Regions from separate parts of the Capsicum annuum genome. Here region 1 is linked to region 2. The links are chromatin contacts, called in public Hi-C maps. All regions are on one chromosome and are shown on one strand. Each heading gives the region's core, a stretch centred on a gene start, on an enhancer-like site or on the middle of the called end of the contact. The rest is flanking DNA. Distances are from core to core; before and after follow the strand shown.

The links. A called contact is a pair of places that touch in the nucleus more often than the background predicts.
Region 1: a contact with region 2 is called in a Hi-C map of leaf, with 1.8 times the contacts expected there. The contact joins the promoter of LOC107878200 here to the promoter of LOC107878199 in region 2.

What each region holds. Positions count from the first base shown.
Region 1 is chr7:183,988,232-183,993,989 of UCD10Xv1.1, forward strand. LOC107878200 (protein argonaute 16) reads left to right here and starts at 4,175. Exons shown (of 23, transcript XM_016725122.2): 1 at 4,175-4,380.
Region 2 is chr7:183,828,626-183,834,605 of UCD10Xv1.1, forward strand. It overlaps LOC107878199 (protein EFFECTOR OF TRANSCRIPTION 2), which reads left to right and starts at 3,810. Exons shown (of 3, transcript XM_016725121.2): 1 at 3,810-4,194; 2 at 4,553-4,912; 3 at 5,375-5,980. The coding sequence starts at 4,105.

The DNA of each region.
Region 1 (5,758 bases), core at 2,925-5,424, 160 kb after region 2:
TTAATTTACCAAATGTGTTTCAACCTATAAATTAGGATTATGGAGAAAACACAACGATATTATGTCACGTTCAACAACCTCAAGTTAAAGTGCCTAAAAGAAGATCTAGCAGAGAAAGGAGAAATGCAATTTCAGATGATTATGTTATTTATCTTCAAGAACATGATTTTGACATGAGATTGGAAGATGACCCTATAACCGTTAGTCAAGTAAAATTATGTCGAAATTATGCTAAATGGGTTGAAGCCATGAAAAATGAGTTGAAGTCTATAAAATATAATGACATTTGGGATCTTGTTGAGTTACCGAAAGGATCAAAATTGATTTTTTGTAAGTGAATTTTTAAAATCAAGCATGATTCAAAAGGTAACATCAAAAGATATAAAGCACATCTAGTTGCTAAGTGATTCACTTAAAAGGAAGACAGAGATTTTAAAGAGATATTTTCACCAGTTTCATCGAAAGACTCCTTTAGAATCATTATGACACTTGTAGCTTATTATGATTTAAAGCTACATCAAATGGACGTAAAGACTGCATTTCTCAATAGAGTCATTGAAGAAACAATATACATGGTGCAACCAGAAACCTTAGAGTCTCAAGATTCAAAGCACCTTGTATGTAAACTTAAGAAGTCCATATATGGTTTAAAATAGGCATTCCGTCAACGGTACCGGAAGTTTGATCAAGTGATAACTTATTTTGGTTTTAAGGAAAACATCATTGATAAGTGTATATAGCTCAAGTTCCGTGGGAGAAATTTGTTATCCTTGTGCTATATGTAGATGACATTCTACTAGCAAGCAATGATGTAGGTTTATTGCATGAAACCAAGAAATTTTTGTCAAGTAAATTTGAAATGAAAGATCTTGGTGATGTGTCCTTTGTTCTAAGTATAGAGATTCATAAGGATCACATTAGAAATGCTCTTAGACTATCGCAAAAAACTTATATTGATAATGTGATAAGTAGATTTGACATGCAAAATTATGCACCAGGAGATACACCTGTGGCAAAAGGTGATACATTAAGTTTGCGTCAATATCCAAATTTGGACATAGAGAAGAAAAAGATGGATAAAATTCTATATGCATTAGCAGTGAGAAGTCTCATGTATGCATAAGTTTGTACGCATCCAGATATTACGTACATACTGGAAATGTTGGGGCGATATTTAAGTATCCGGGAATAGATCATTGGAATGTTGCAAAACGGGTTATGATGTATCTTCAAAGAACTAAAGATTACATGCTCACTTATCGGAGGTTGGATAATTTAGAGATCGTAGGTTATTTCGATTCAAATTTTGTTAGATGTCTTGATAGTAGGAGATCTATATTAGGTTATGTTTTTATGATGACTGAAGGAATTGTGTTCTTGGAAAAGTGTGAAACAAACATTAATAGCTTCTTCTACAATGAAAGCCGAATTTGTGGCCTGTTGTAAAGCATCAAATCAAGGAATATAGCTAAGAAATTTTATCACTAGAATGCAAATAGTTGGTGGCAAAGAAAAACCATTGAAAATTTATTGTGATAATAAATTTGTTGAGTTATATTCGAAGAATAACCGAAGTCCGCCAAAGTCAAAGCATATAGACATTAAATATTTGGTTGTGAAAGAAAAGGGTTCAGAGTCGTCTCGTGTCGATTGAGTATATTAGTAAAAACTTGATGATTGCGGATTCGCTCACGAAAGATTTGCCACCTAAAGTGTTTCACGAACATGTGGCTCATATCGGTGTTGTCAAATTTGATGATGAGTCATTTTAGTGGGAGTTTGTTATTTTATTTTTGCTATTGATATGTTAAAGTTTATTTTCTATACTGACTCAAGTTTTATGAAAACTTTGAATTTCGTGTGTTTATTGATAACTCTGAAAAGTAAAGATCTTAATTTTCTATTGCAGTATGCATAAGGTATAAGAAAGTGATTTTGGACTATTAAAGTCATAAGGTAGGACCATTTGGGAATAGACATGACTTAGATCATTTTACATGTAATTTTTGTATCTGATCTATGTCATTAGTATTGTTGATATTTTTGACCATTAATGGGTTTTGTTTCGAATATATGTTACAAAGACTGCTTTGATCCTATATTAATAGTATTGATGGGACAGATTATTTTGAGATATTTAAATCAAGATAGTAAATATTTATGCGCACTAAAGGTTCACCTATGTATGATTATTTATTAATATATGTGGTTCAAGTGGGAGATTATTAGTAATTTTCTATCTTGTGAACTCATATATCAATATATTATACATAGATATGCTATCTCTAAAGAAAACCAATTTATGATCTCATAAAGTATTAACGTATTTGGGCCTAAAACATAAATATCTAATTAGTATCGATTTATTTTGGATAAATTAAATCTCATGGACCTTTTCATAAGTGTGATGGAAACTTAGTTGAAAAGATACCTCTTCTGAAGAAGTATAATTGAAAAAACACCTCTTCTAAAGAGGTATAATTAAATGGTGCCTTTTAGAAGAGTCAGATTATAAAATCATGGTCCCTAAGTTTGTAAGCAATTTTTTCTTTCTCTACCCCATCTTAGAAAAGATTATAGAATGCATATTAAAGCTTAGAAGATCATACAACTGATTACAAAAAAAAAAAAAAAAATCTTTAAAATCAAGTTATTTGCAATGGAACAAGGTTACTGTTCTTACTATTCTTCTAGTTCAAATCTCTCTCTAATGATTTACATGCGATATTGGGTGAATTCTTTAAAGTTTTCTTACAAATCAAGCTTATGAAAGAAAATATGCGTTTACGGGAAGTAAAGAAAAAAATCATAAGTTAAAAAAAGTAGTTTTCCCTAAAAGCACTTTTGAAAAAATATACTTAAAAACAATTTTAAAAGTTTGATCAAATACTAATTGCTGCTCAAGAATTTTTTTAAAAAAGTTATTGGTCAAACACAAATTGCTTGTCACCAAAAATACCTTTTTGAAAAGCTCTTTAAAAAATACTTATTTAAAGTTAGTTGATTTTAGAAGTTTGGCTAAATAAATTATAAATAAATGGACCATGAAAGTTCCAATTAAATGAAAGTTTCCTAAAGAAGAAAGTAAGAGATAACTTTGGTTGAGGAGAGGAGTCGTGAGAGAGAAGTAAGAAAGGAACTTTAAGAAATCAAGCTAGTGAATTTAAAACCTCAGACCTCACAAACACTATAAATTGCACTCTACCAATGTGCCAACTGCTCTGACCATGATAGGAGTGTGCAAAAGTGAAAGCCTATGGACGAATATGCAAGCATTCGTTTCATGTTTGCTTAAGTAATAGCAATGACATTTTCAAATATAATGCTAATAAAATGTCATTCATTTGATGAGAAATAAAAAGAAATATTAAAAATTCGAGTGACTCAAGCTAATGCAGCTACTTTTAAAATAACGAAAATAAAAAATAATGACTGGGGTGGAAGAGCCCACGTCGAACAGAGTATTCCTCACTTCTTTCTCTCATTCAAAATCGTGCATGAGACTTTCATCTCGCATGCCTCCTAAGTGATAAAAGAAAGAAGAACCCTTTTACTTTCTTTTTTATTACCTTACTCGCATTATATATGTTGCTATACAATAATTTTTGGCCGATACGTTCTATATAATTTCATAACGAAGGATGTATACTTGGTTTAGCTTCGCTTCTGAAAAGAGATACTTTTTGTGATATTTAAACAAATTAAATTATTTAATAAATTTCTATCATACTTATTTTGAATTCGAGGGATTCTTTTACTATAAAAAAATTATTTAACATTTCAGCACAATAAAATATATAAATTAAATGACAAAATTACCCCTACTAATCACCAAGTCTTGTGAAAACTTCTTTGCGGTTGTGATCTTAAAGCACAAATAAGCTTATAGTGGTCCTTGTAGGAGACTAAAATTCCTTTTTATGTATAAATAACATAAATACCGACCCATTTGAACTCTCTCCCACTTTTTTAATTACTTTACTCTCTTTTTCTATTAATATACATAACATAACCGATATATATATAATATTCTGTGTATATGTTGAAATTTTTATAATATATTTAGGGAGTTGAAATTTTTTATAATATTAAAAACATAAATTGTGTATTTATATAATTTTTAGTTTTATTAAACCCAATAAGAAGCAGAAAAAGAAACAAATAAAAAAGAAAACAAAATTGGCGTGAAGCATATTGTATATTGACTCAATACTTTTTATTTTTTGTATTTTTTGTTTGGTCTTTCCCTCCAATGTTTCTCACGTAGTACTGTGTGAGAACAGCGGAGAAACAAAAGATTCTAGAAACTTCCAGAAGCATTTTGCTGAATCGCTGCTCGAAAACCCTAACACAGTAAGCAAAGCAATTTTGTTCACCGAGGTGCGTTTTATCTTACTCTGTTTTCCTCCGTCTTCGCTAATTTTCATTTTTTTTTACTTTGCAGTGATGTGCATTGGTGTTTTTTGTTAGTTTTACATTGTGTATTGCTTTTTGTTTTATTAATTTTTTGATTTTTTTTCTATTTTTAATGTATTAATTGCTTATTTTTGACTTTTTTAGTCCACATGCATTTAAGAAAAATTTGGGAGAACCGTACCTCAAAACTAACTATTGAATTGGGAAGTCCGAGGTTATATATGTTGTTTTCCGGGTATAAAATCTGTATCAATCCACAAGGACTTCAAACACAAGTTCAAACAACTTATGAACTATGAAGTTAAAGAACTTTTTAACTTCGAACACAAGTTCAAATAATTTATGAACTATCAAAATGAAGTTCAAACTATTTTCTGAAAAAATAGTAAAACCAACGTTTAGAAAGAGATGAGGACAGAAAGAATCAAGTCCACTGAATTCACGGTGTGTCCTTAAGGAATTTATTCCCCTCAAGTACCCGAGGTTAATGGAATATATCCTCCTAGGATATAATGATTCACTTCAGCGAATAGTGGTACCTCAAATTTGCCGAACTACAAATTCACTCAACGATTGTAGATCATACTTGAGTTTTTCAAGAAGAAAAGAGTGTTTTTTCTTCAAAATTTTGTGTTATTATCTAAGGAAAAAATTAGGTATTTATAGCCAAAAGGTGGTGCTTCAGAAAGGATGCAATGGTTCTTGAAAAGATGCATTGTTTTGATCACCGTGTCACTTGCGGCCGCAGAGGGGCCACACGCGGCCGCAGGTCGGCTTTTGGCACAAACCCAGAATGTTCTGGCTTGGCTTGCATTGGCACCTGCTTTTGCAGGTCACCGTGCACGTGCAGGTTGTCTTTTTCATTATTAAACTGTGTCTTGAGGGTCGTGTCCCTTCGAGGTGCATTGTGACATCCGTCTGTACATGCTCAGGTGCATTCGCAAATGGAGAAAATTTTTCTATCAAATTTTTGGATTAAAACATCACTAATTATCAAATTTTAAATGAATTTTGTCCACAAAGATAATCTCTAGATCGATCATTTGACAAATTCGAATTCAAATCCAAATCTGAAGTCAAAGCCGAGCCGAGCGAGCGACAATGACGACGGCGCGAGTCTTGTCTTGTTTTTGCCTCATTATACACATGAAGGAGTGCTTTTATACTTAAGCACAAGGATTTTCCTTTCTCCCACCAATGTGGGAGAACATTTCTTTTATAAAACTTCACTTTTCCCTTCGTTTCCCATTCACTTTCACTTAGAACCCAACAATTCCCACATGAATGGAGAATGACTATTTCATCAAAAAATATATGGCCACGTGTGTGATCTACAAGCAAA
Region 2 (5,980 bases), core at 2,560-5,059:
GACTGACTCCATAGCAGTTGTCTTTACCAGTGGTGCGGTACTGACACCCTTTCAACTGGGGTTACAGATTGGACCCCAGACTAGCTAGAAAAGGGTATGTCGGTTAGATGAATATCTCCCACAGTTTCAGTTATAGATTTAGGATTGTCAGATACAGTCAACTCAGCTCAGTAGTAAAGATTCAGGACTGTCAAATACAGTCAACTCAGCTCAATAGTACAGATTTAGTATTATCAGATATAGTCAATCATTATCATTATCAGTAGACCTCAGGATCACCCATTAGACAGGACTGATCGTAACTATGGTTAATCAGTATCAGTAACATCAGATTCAGAGATCACCTGCTAGGTAAGACTGATCTCAGACTAAGTCAAGTCATCTTTATTATCAGTATATTTAGAGATCACCCGCTAGATAGGACTGATCTCAGATTCAGTTACTCCATACAGAATGAAACTCAGTTAGTTCCATCAGAATTTAGATTGTCAGATACAATTGCTCAGTGATAGTATCAGTTATATCAGTTATCATAACTCAATTATCATATTGTCACGACCTCAGTCATTCAGTAGCTCAGTATCAGTAAACTCATGCTGTCAAAATTCAGACTCAGTAGTTAGTATCACCACAAGTTCAGTTACAGTTACTTATGCATATATGTATTCTCACGTTCATATAAGTCAACATTGTTCATGCATGTAAACCCCTTTGAATTTAGCCTACCTCACTCGTATACTCAGTATATTCAGTCGTACTGATGCATTTGCGCTATGGTGTTTTACTTTATGCCATAGGTTTAGAAGCACGAGGTCTAGACCGTTAGTAGCATTTCAGATTCCAGTAGCAGTAGATTAGCAGTGAGTCCTCATCATGCGAGGATGATATGATTTGTTATTATTATTTACTATTTCCGTTCAGTATCAGTAAATGGAGTTAGTTGGAGATATGTTCCTTCAACTCCTTATTCAGTTTAGTTAGAGGCTTTCAGACTAGATGTCAGATTAGATATTCAGACTTCATTATTTTCAGTACTTATGTTTTGTTTTGATATTGTGATACCACATTTTTCAAACGTTGATTTTTTTCAGTTATGCAGTTTTGAACCTTATGGCCTTTTAGTACATGTTTTTTGCATTACCATGTTATATTATGCAGTGATAGGTACAGATATCAATCATGGATTAGCTTGTGGTCCTTCGAGGTCATGAGCACCATGTAGCATTCCGGTTCAAAAAATTGAGGCATTACACTGATTGAGAACATGAACTGGTGCATGTCCCAGTCTTTGATGCCACACAGAACTCTTGGAGTTGAGTTGGGAAGATAAGAAAATAGTTGAAGATTGTGATCCAATAGGTGATGGTGATTTGGTATAGAGGCGATAGAGGCCATCCTTTTATTTACCAATCTCCTTCACCTTGCCAGTGTAGAGGTCCTAAAGAAGAAAGAAATCAGGATAAAATGAGGCAAAACAATGCAAGTCTTTTGTGAGTTTGGAGACTGATAGTAAATTGAATTTGAAGAAAGGAATGTAGAGAACATCTTGAAGGAGTTGATCTTTGCCAAGAAGGCAGGTTCCTTTATAAGTGATTCTAGCCGAATCACCATTAGGTAAATAAACTTGATGTTTATCAGAAGGTAAGAGTGGAAACTTAGATGACAATAGATCCATGGATGAAACCATGTGATTTGATGCTCCTGCATCAACAACTCAGAGATTAGTCTTTAAACCAGCTAAGAAACAGTTAATTGTACCTGCCATATTAGCTACATTCTCAGGAGATTTCTCTTTATCAATCAGATTAAGAAGCTTCTGAAATTGGTCTGTTGTGAATAGGGTTGAGCATAAAATACTGAAAACCAAATTAACTAACCGAACCAAAAAATTTTGTAATTGGTATTCGATAATTTGGTGTGTTTGGTATGGTATTTGGGAGAAAAATTTTAATATTTCGGTATTCGGTATTGGGTTTGGTTCAAGATATTAATACCGTTTGGTATTCAGTATTTACTGAATACTATATATACATATATATATAAATATATATATATACACACACACACATATAACCAACCCAATAGACAATAATATTAGTCATTCCAAAAAATCTCTTGAAACTTGGTAATATATTCGTAAAAAGAAATAAAAAGAATACTAAATAAGGATTCTATTAAATATACTCTTTGAAGTTTAAACGTACATTTTCACTTCTCCAACTTTAATATGGTAAAACCAAATACCGTACCTAACCGAAGTCTAATTTACCGATTACCGAATTACCGAACCAATGTTCATAAGTATGGTATGTGGTATCTATGTTCAAATATCGATTACCGAATTACCAAATCCAAACTTTAAAAATACCGAACCGAATACCGAACGTCCACCCCTAGTTGTGAATGACTGTTGCCCAGGTTGATTTGCAGGAGCTTTGTACCCATATTCATTATTATAATTCACATTAGCACTATGAGCACTATAGCCACCATTTCTTTGACATGGTGCACTTCTAAAACCAGAACTATTATAGTTACTTCCTTATGGATCCATGTTGTTCTCTCTCCCTATTTTGGTGAATTTGAAGTTAGATGGATATACAATAAGTTTGTAACACTGATCCTTAGTATGTCCTCTGAGATGATAAAAAACACATTGAACACCAGAAGTTCTCTTCATTCGCAAGTTGTAAGTAGTGTTGCCTTTTGTAAGTTTGCTACAACAGCTCATGTGACTAATAAGTCCCCTTCCTTAAAATGAGAGGGTAGTGCGTGTTTCTGTTTCAAGCTAGCTATGCTTCGTGAACTGGTGGACACATTCAAAGCTGGGATTCACCCTCTTCACAGTGTAAAACTGATGAGTTTGTGTTTAAGTGTGCACGTTGACCTTCTCATGAATAATCAGAGAATAGGCTTGATTTACGGAAGGAGTGGGTGTCATCATTAAGATTTGGCTCCTAGACTGATTATAATGCTCATTCAACCCTACTAAGAATTGCATAAGTTTTTGCTTCTCCAAATTACTAATGAATTCGCGAGATGTATCACATGTACTCATGGGGGGAGGTACCAGGGATTCATATTCTTCCCAAAGCTCACTCAATTTCGAGAAACAGGCAAAAACAGTAGATGTACCTTGAACAAGTGTAGCAGTTCGGCTGTGCATATGATAGATTTTGGTAGCATTCACCTTATCAAAACATTCTTTGAGATACATTCAAACTTTGTGAGCATTGGAAGAATACACAATTCCATTCACTAAATCCTTCAAAACTGAGCTCATGATCCAGGAAAGCACAATCACATTCACATGCTCCCACTAGTATACATTTGACCATCATACATCTCCTTTTTGCATGTACCATATACAAAACCAATTTTGTTCTCTTCAAGTAAAGCAATGCTCATTGATTTTCTCCAGAAGGTGTAGTTCTCCATACCAGTGAGAACACAATAAGCTAGATTAACACTAGGAACATCGGATGATTGTAAAAACAGAGGATTAAACGAATAAAAAACTGCAGGTGATTGAGAATTTGCTGCTTGTTGTGATCCACTAGCATCAACACCATCAGCAGAAGAGGAACTATTGCCAATCGCCATGAATGAACACCAAATAGATCGAGAAAAACTGGAGAAATAACAAATATAATCAATAAAATGCAGAATAATTTGGGCGAGTGAAGAAATGAAGGCCGGAGAAAGAGGAATTTAACGGAAATAGATGAAATCAACTTGAATCACCATTGTTGGCTCTAATACCATGTTAAAAAACTACAAAAATAATAGAAAAGGATAAACTAGAAGGAGAAAAAAATTGTTCTCATTACTGAAGAAAATGTATAACTAATTACCCTTACAACTAGCTATTAGTTAGCTATCAATTGTCAATTCACCTAATTCCTAACTCTCAACACAAAAAGTATTGTGACAACTAAAAGCGAACTGAAGGAACATATTTTGCCTTTTTTCACTAGAAATTTTATCATTAGACAATTTTCCATTAAAGCTGAGGTCATTTATTGAGCTAGGTTGTATGTTGGGTAAATATTCCCCCGGATAAAATAGTGAATAACGTGAGTGCAGCCGCTGCTGCAGAGCTCAATGGCATCTGCTGACAGATCCTTAATCATTCGTCTCAAAAGAGAAGACTGTAAGCGCACTAAACACGATCAAGCTTTCTCCGATTGGAAGGTTCCATCCAAGCTCTTTTTCTCGTTAATTGTTTGATATAGTAATTGTTTGAAATGTTGCGGATTTCATTAACTTCCAGATCTAACTTTTGTTGCTTAGATTTACATCTGGAGCTTCCCTCCCCTCCCTTTCCTAGCCGTTTAATGAAGTAAAATAATTTTTTATGAACAGTATCCCATAACAGAAAATAAATAAATTTGGGTCTTCCTCCTATGTACAAAAATGACAAAAGAATCTACATGGTTGGAGAAAATGTGTCAAAGCACAAATCTCTTTCTCCAAGCTGGAAAGATAAATTAATTGATACTAGCGACTTACCTATTGTTCTTCTGATTCATCATGAGTGTTTTACTGCCAGATTTTAATTGGCCCTAATGATTGGGAAGATCATTTACTGGGGAAGGAAGGCGCAGAGAAATATAGGACTCAGAACCTGCCAAACTGCACCTCGTGCTCTGGAGTTTATGAATTGGGAATAGCTGTGCCATGGCTCCGATCTACCAGACTTGACCCTGATCATATTGTTCCTGTGTATGTTGGAAAATCTGACAGTGTTAGGATTAGGCTGCAGCGATATGGCCGTGAAGGTGCTCATTTAGAGAATGGTTGCTCGAATAGTGAGCTGCACGACAATGAAATTATATCTGCTTCAAAGAGAGCAGGATTATTTACAGAAACATTCGCAAGAGGCTTCTCTATTGTTTACCGGTGGGCGCCTGTAAGTATATATTTCTCCTATCTTCAGTGTTAAGTAACTTGTTAATTTCTGGTTTCCTGTTACATATTGAAATGCAAAGAGTTTGTTTTCACTCACTCATGCGAGTTATAAGTAAAAGTGTTTTTTCTTTCTTTGATATTGTGAAGCAAGATTTTCTAATGTTACTTTCCTAAACGGAAAATTGCAATTAGTAGTTACTCGCTCGTCAGTCTATTTGGCATTCCGATTAAAGCTCTCCTAGTATTACTCTGTGATCTTGTTGATAATTACGACTATTATGTTCTTTCCCTAAGCTATAGATGGATACACTAAAAGGACAAGTGAGCTGTCTGCCACCCATGTAGTTGCACATTAAAGCATGTTTCAGCAAAAGTAATTGCATGCAGTATTGACTTGTACCTGAAGTACCTCAGTTACTATGAACCTTAATAGGTTTTGGTAATGTTTCTTAATATTTAACAGACAAACAACAATAAAGATGCTGAGAGAACTGAAGCCCAGCTGCTCGACAAATTTGATTATGCTTGGAATAAAGGCAGTAATGGTGTACGTCGCCACAATGATGTCCTCTGCAAGCTTGATAGCATTTCAAGAGCAACTCATCTTCCTGCTTTCATTAGGAAGCTTCAATTGTCCCTTGAGAAACAAAAGGGCGTCAGAATCAAAGCGTGCAAGCCCCTTTTATTGAAGAATGGATCTGATTTTCATGATAGCTTCAAAAACACCAACTTCCTTCCCCAAGTATTCAAATTTGGGCGATCTCAGCCAAGGATAGTTTCATTTAGTTTTGGTGTAAATGACGATCCAAATACTATTTGTGGTGTGGCTTTAGGTCATGGATCTGTTTGCATAAGGCCTCCAATAGCAGGAAATAAAAGATGTGCTGAGCACAAGGGAATGAAGGTAAACAGTGTAAATTCGAAGTTGATTGCAGAAGGAAATGAGAGCACAAGACCTTGCGAAAGTAGAGGTGAAGAAAATGCTCCAATTTGTGGTTTTATCTTGGACTGTGGTTCTCCTTGTGCAAGAAAACCATTCCAGGGAAACAAAAGATGTCTAGAACACAAG